2 separate regions of the Sus scrofa genome follow, and region 1 is linked to region 2. The links are chromatin contacts, called in public HiChIP or PLAC-seq maps. All regions are on one chromosome and are shown on one strand. The core of a region is the stretch at or near the end of the contact, and the rest is flanking DNA. Distances in the headings are between cores, read along the strand shown.

Region 1 (2,700 bases), core at 59-2,558, 220 kb before region 2:
CAGATGTGTGGAGTGAAGGCCCCTGAGAGAGGTGGTCTGGGGCCAAGCTGGTGTCAGGCTGATTTCTGCTGCTCCTGAAAGTGGGGCGGATGAGGGGAGGTCTGGAGACGCAACCCCCAGAACTCAGTGAAGGCACAGCCTTGCTGGCCGAGTGGCATCTGGTCAGATGGAGAAAACCACTGGTGTTGTGTATGGACTGGATGTTGGTGAAAGATGAGGAAATATGGTAAGAATCAAATATCTGAGAGACAAAACCACTCAGGAGACCAAGACCAGAGCAGCGCCCAACACAGAGAGCTCTCAGTAACATCAGTGGATGTTCTTAGGCATCCACGGAGACCTACACGAAGAACACTGAACAGAGAGTCCCATTATTTGGGTCTTGTAGTCCAGGTTTTTTTGCCCAATTGCTGTGTAACCCTGAGCAAGTTACTTAACTTGTCTGAGCTTCCTATTCTGTCCGTGTGAACTGTGAGGAAGTTGGGGGGAGATGGGAACTAGGCACTCACCCCAACTTCTCTCTCTGCCACCGCACTTTGCCTGACCCAGCCTAGCTGCGGACTTCTTACTGTGCTTTCAAAGCAAATGCCGAAATCTTAGTATTCTTGCAGAGCCTGGGCATCCTCAGGAGCTTGTCAGCATGTACGGTATCCAAAAGGCTGTGGCCATACTGTTCTGCCTGGCTGTTCTCTGTTTGTCCTGCTTTCTCCTCAGCTGACTGGTCCCACCTCCTGTTTGTTCTCAGCTGCTGAAATAAGCCACGTTTGTTTTAATTACAAATAAGATCCTTTGGGCGGGGGCGGGGCGACCTTGTGCCACCCTCGGAAGGTCTCCACTGGCCCTGCAAGGGGGGCTCATATCCTTCTCTTTCCTTCCTGTTTTAGACAAAGGTGTGATTGGAGGGGCTCTTGCGACTCATGGCCTTCAGAGGAGAGGGTAGCTTAGACCTTCGGCCCAATCACTCAGGACCTCAACGTGTGTCTTCCTGGACCCAGGCTGTTCTCTTTGCCCTTCGGGAGGAGGCACAGAGTCTGGGGAGGGAGATCTCGAGACAGGAAAGGGCTTTTCTGAGGTGGAGTTGGGGTGGGAGTGATGAATGATTCTTAACATGAGATTTATTTTTCAAACTGGACTTCTTCCCGGGAGGGCTCTTTCTAGCGCTAAACTGCCGCTGTGGGCGGCTGCCTCCGCCCCGAGTATAGCCCAGCTTCCCAGTCCTCTGGCCACCGGGGCCCCTCCGTCCTCTGGTCACCCAAGCCCCCGGGCTCGCACGCTGGCCCAGCCCACCTTTAACTTCCAGCGCTGGGGCGCCCCCTGCTGCTAGAAATGGTTGTGATCCTTGGACAGAGGGTTCAGTGAGGTGGCTGGTAGGGTTCACAGCAAAGAGTGCCCAACCATCAATTAAAAAGAACTTCTCTCGGTTGTCTGCAGGCCGCATTCTGCTGGGGATTGTGGAAGAAACAGGGTAAGATGCAAGCCATGCCTGCCCGACTACAACCTGCAGAGCCTAGCGTATCTCCTGCACCCTGCATTCTGCTTGGTGGGCCCACCCCAGGCCACCTGACCCAGCTTTCTGCCAGACCCCAGGCTCTGCGCCAGCCTGGCCCTTGGTAATGGGAGATCTGAGACCCCTGGGTGAGGAGGACAAGCCAGGCAGCCTCAAGGTGCCATCCCCGCAGGTCTCCCCCATTCTCCTTCCTGTTCTCCTGTCCTCCATTCTCTCCTGGCTCCTCTGGGGACCAACCAAGGTCCAGTGATGTGCCTGGCTCCGGCCCTTGTGCCTTACTCCCTGCCTCCTTCTGCCTGGAACCAAGCCTGGTTTTCCATCTTCCTGGGGCCAGAACCCTTCGCCCCCACCCTCCTGCCCAGCCTGTGTGGCCTCTGGGCTGGCCGAGGGGCTGCTAACATCAGGACCAGGGCCCCCTCACCCAGGATGTCTCCACACTGAAGGGGCCCATGGAAATGTTCCCATTTCTTGTAAAACCAGAAGGGAAAAATTAACTTTTAGGTAGAAGACAATGTTTTTGTTTACAGTACTAACGTCTTCATCTTTGTCTGTGTTTTTTCAACACAGTCGTAAAAATAACTGCAGAATTATTTTGAGAGTGAAAAGGGCCCACCCAAGTCCTCATGCAGCTCTGGATGTGACCGGCTGTCTGGGCAGCCATCTGACGGCCAGCGGGACTAAGATGCCAGCGAAGGCCAGATTGCGTGGATGTGGCAGTGACAGGATTCTCTCCAGAGAGTCTCATGTGGATTCTTGGCTTTTTGTTTTCTCTCCTAATAAAAATGTGTGATGTTTACATTGTCAGAGAACAAACAGAACCTTGGCTTGCATTTCATGTCTTAGGAAATGGGTCTCGTGTACTTTTGGCTGTTCCCTCGTGTTTCTGGTAGTTAGAGATCCGACCCCCTTTGGAACAGTGGGTGTTGGTGGGTGGAGAGGGCATGCTCGTCCCTCCACTGGCCCTCCCTCAGCTGAAGGCTCTGGAATCCCTGTTCTGCCTTCCAAGCTGGTCCTCCTCGGGTTCCCACATCTGCCCCCAGGCAGCCGATCCCCCTCTGCCTGCAGCCCACCCCTTCCCAGGGGCCCTCAGCCTGGGCCTTCTCAGGGCTTCTGACAACCTCTTCCGCATCTACTTGGTTACGTCCCCACTGGGTTAGTCTGTTGGGGCTGCCGTAACAAAGTGCTTGAACCAG
Region 2 (2,700 bases), core at 102-2,601:
GGGAATCTGGTTTAGAAAATGCCAGTTACCCGCTCTGGATTCTGGACCCAGCTCCTCTCACTAATGACTCAGAGAAGCCTGGCATGTCAGTGCAGACTTTACGGATGTTACCTGAATCAGAAGCTCTGCCCTTTGTGTAATCTGTGCATTTGTGCCTATTTTTCATGTCCAGGAGTATGAAATGCAGTTTTTTAAAGCCCCGTCATTTCTGCCTCTGCTCACCTCTGCCCTAAAACATGCAGAAGGGGAAAGGCCCAGAACTGATGGGCTCCCCACCTTCTAGGAGCCGTCCTGAGTACCTGCCCTTTGCTGACAACTGCTGTGTGCCAGTCACTTTACCAGCTATTTTGTCTGACTGGAATTCTGTCTCTGTATTGTTGTAATACTGACAACAATCCTGCCAGGTATAGAGTCTGGCTTCAGTGCTTTTAAGGAGTACACTGCAAGGGCCCAGAGAAGGTAGGTACTGCCTCAGTCTAACAGCTAGGCAGTGGCAGAGCAAGGATATGGCCTAGGACTGTGGATCCAGATCCAGAGGATGTGCTTGTCTACACCTGCAGCCTGCTTCCAGGTTAGAGGTGACTAACCCAGGGAAGACCGTGACCAGGTGCTGTGAACTCTTTGGAGGGGGTGGGGTAGTGTTGAGATGGGACCCAAACCTAGCTCCCTGGCCCCAGGTAGAGCATCACAGGGTGGGCTCCCCCTGTGTCACTTCTTCCAGATGGCTGATATTGTCGAGGTGTCCCGCACATCAACACTGGAGCTCCAGAACCAGCTGGATGAGTACAAAGAGAAAAATCGCAGGGAGCTTGCAGAAATGCAAAGGCAGTTGAAAGAGAAAACTCTGGAGGCTGAAAAGTCCCGTCTGAATGCCGTGAAAATGCAGGATGAGGTAATGCCTGGCCAGCTCATTCCTGGTTTCCCTCTGTTCAAAATATCCTTCAAGACTGCCTTGAAACTCCTCAGGAGAGGCTTAGGGTAGATTTTTAGGATAGAGTTGGTGCTTAGTTCTCAGGATGGTTACGTGGGGGCAGATGGCATTCTAAGACACAAAGGACCTGGGACCTCTGAGATGAAATTAACACAACTTTAGCTTGACCGTTTTCATGATTAATCCAAGATTTTCTGCCTAAAAAGTCCAGCTGCATTTATGAGCACCAGTGGTGTGCCTAGCTGTGTCGAAATAACTTATATGTGTTAGTGTTTTAATTTAATCCTAGAACTGGGATTATAGTAGCCAGGTGTTTTTTGGCCATTCATTTAAAATTGTACAAGCTTTTGTTGGAATAGGAGTGGTGGTTAAGAGTTTCAAGACAACAATAATGGAGACAAAAAGAAATCTTCAGGAATTTATGAGTATCAAAATGATTAAAACAGTAACTTTGGACTGTATTTAAGAATGCAAGAGCCAAGTAACCCCAATGTTCACTCCCTTTAGTCTTGATTTCTAAAGCACTGAGAAAAATAAAGGGAATGTTTTTGATTATTTTAACGAAAAGTTGAAGGCTCTAAAATGCAAGTACAGTGTGTTCTGATTTCTAGCTGTGACTCTTAGCAGCTGGATGATCTTGAGCCAGTTACTCCAAATCTCTGAACATCTGTTTCTACCTCTTTAAAAGTATACAGAATAATAACAATGTAATAGTTAAATGAGGTAACACGTGAGACTATGGCAGAGGGTCTGTATATCCTGGACACTAATAGTAGGGGGTTTGTTTGTTTTGTTGTAAAGCTTGCTTTTTTTTTTTTTTTTTTTTTTTTTTTTTTTTTTTTTTTTTGGTAAGTAGTGCCCAAAGCACCAAAATTCCACAGGAAAACAAATTTTGCTTTAAAAACAAACTTTTAATATCTTTGATGATCAAAGAAAAGTCGCCCATGAGTCAGCGCTGAAACTGTGTGAAAGAACAATGGATGTTTATTACAGGCTTGTAGAACCCTTGTGAAAGGACCCTGAGAACAGATCCTTTGCGGTTCAGGGTCTTAGGATACAGGACTCCAAGTAAGAACTGAAATTAGCATATGGACATCACGGTTATCTTCGTCATTGAAAAAAATGATCATTTTTATTTCGGTGGCAACTGGGCAGAAGGATCCAGGAATTGGCCAGAACACCAACAAAGACCTGGGATGCAGTTTTTTTTGTTTTGTTTTGTTTGTTTGTTTGTTTTTGTTTTTTTTTTGTTTTTTTTTTGTTTTTGTTTGTCTTTTTGCTATTTCTTGGGCCGCTCCCACGGCATATGGAGATTCCCAGGCTAGGGGTCGAATTGGAGCTGTAGCCACTGGCCTACGCCAGAGCCACAGCAACGCAGGATCCGAGCTGAGTCTGCAACCTACACCACAGCTCAAGACAACACCGGATCGTTAACCCACTGAGCAAGGGCAGGGACCGAACCCGCAACCTCATGGTTTGTAGTCGGATTCGTTAACCACTGCGCCACGACGGGAACTCCTGGGATGCAGTTTTGATTCCAGAAAATCAGTGTCATGGTAACCTCTGTAAAGTGTTCCCCCTGGTTTGTGTATAATGGCTACTCTGCTAAAATCTTTGGATTGGAAGGGACCTTGGTGATCCTCTACTTCGGCAAAGAGACTGAGATCCAGAGAGATTAGTTAAGGCCAGATAGAGACCAGTGTTGTTTATAAAAGGGCAATAATTCCAATAACAGGGTTCCTTATGATGACAACAAAGATGGTGCTTCC

The links. HiChIP or PLAC-seq counts read pairs in DNA pulled down with a chosen protein or histone mark.
Region 1: a contact with region 2 is called in an H3K27ac HiChIP or PLAC-seq map of skeletal muscle. The contact joins two enhancer-like sites. A contact is called at or near these places in 1 of 47 Hi-C or Micro-C datasets (embryonic fibroblasts) and 1 of 2 datasets of contacts at active chromatin or transcription factors (skeletal muscle).

What each region holds. Positions count from the first base shown.
Region 1 is chr1:114,667,774-114,670,473 of Sscrofa11.1, reverse strand. No RefSeq gene overlaps it. Among named protein-coding and RNA genes, the nearest start is that of CGNL1, 41 kb to the right of the region's middle. Within about 2 kb of position 1,308, at least 18 of the 83 cell types and tissues checked have an H3K27ac peak or open chromatin away from gene starts, as enhancers often do. A contact at or near this core is called in skeletal muscle, where this site is marked.
Region 2 is chr1:114,447,917-114,450,616 of Sscrofa11.1, reverse strand. It overlaps CGNL1 (cingulin-like protein 1), which reads left to right. Exons shown (of 19, transcript XM_021094667.1): 12 at 722-892. Among named protein-coding and RNA genes, the nearest start is that of MYZAP, 63 kb to the right of the region's middle. Within about 2 kb of position 1,351, at least 12 of the 83 cell types and tissues checked have an H3K27ac peak or open chromatin away from gene starts, as enhancers often do. A contact at or near this core is called in skeletal muscle, where this site is marked.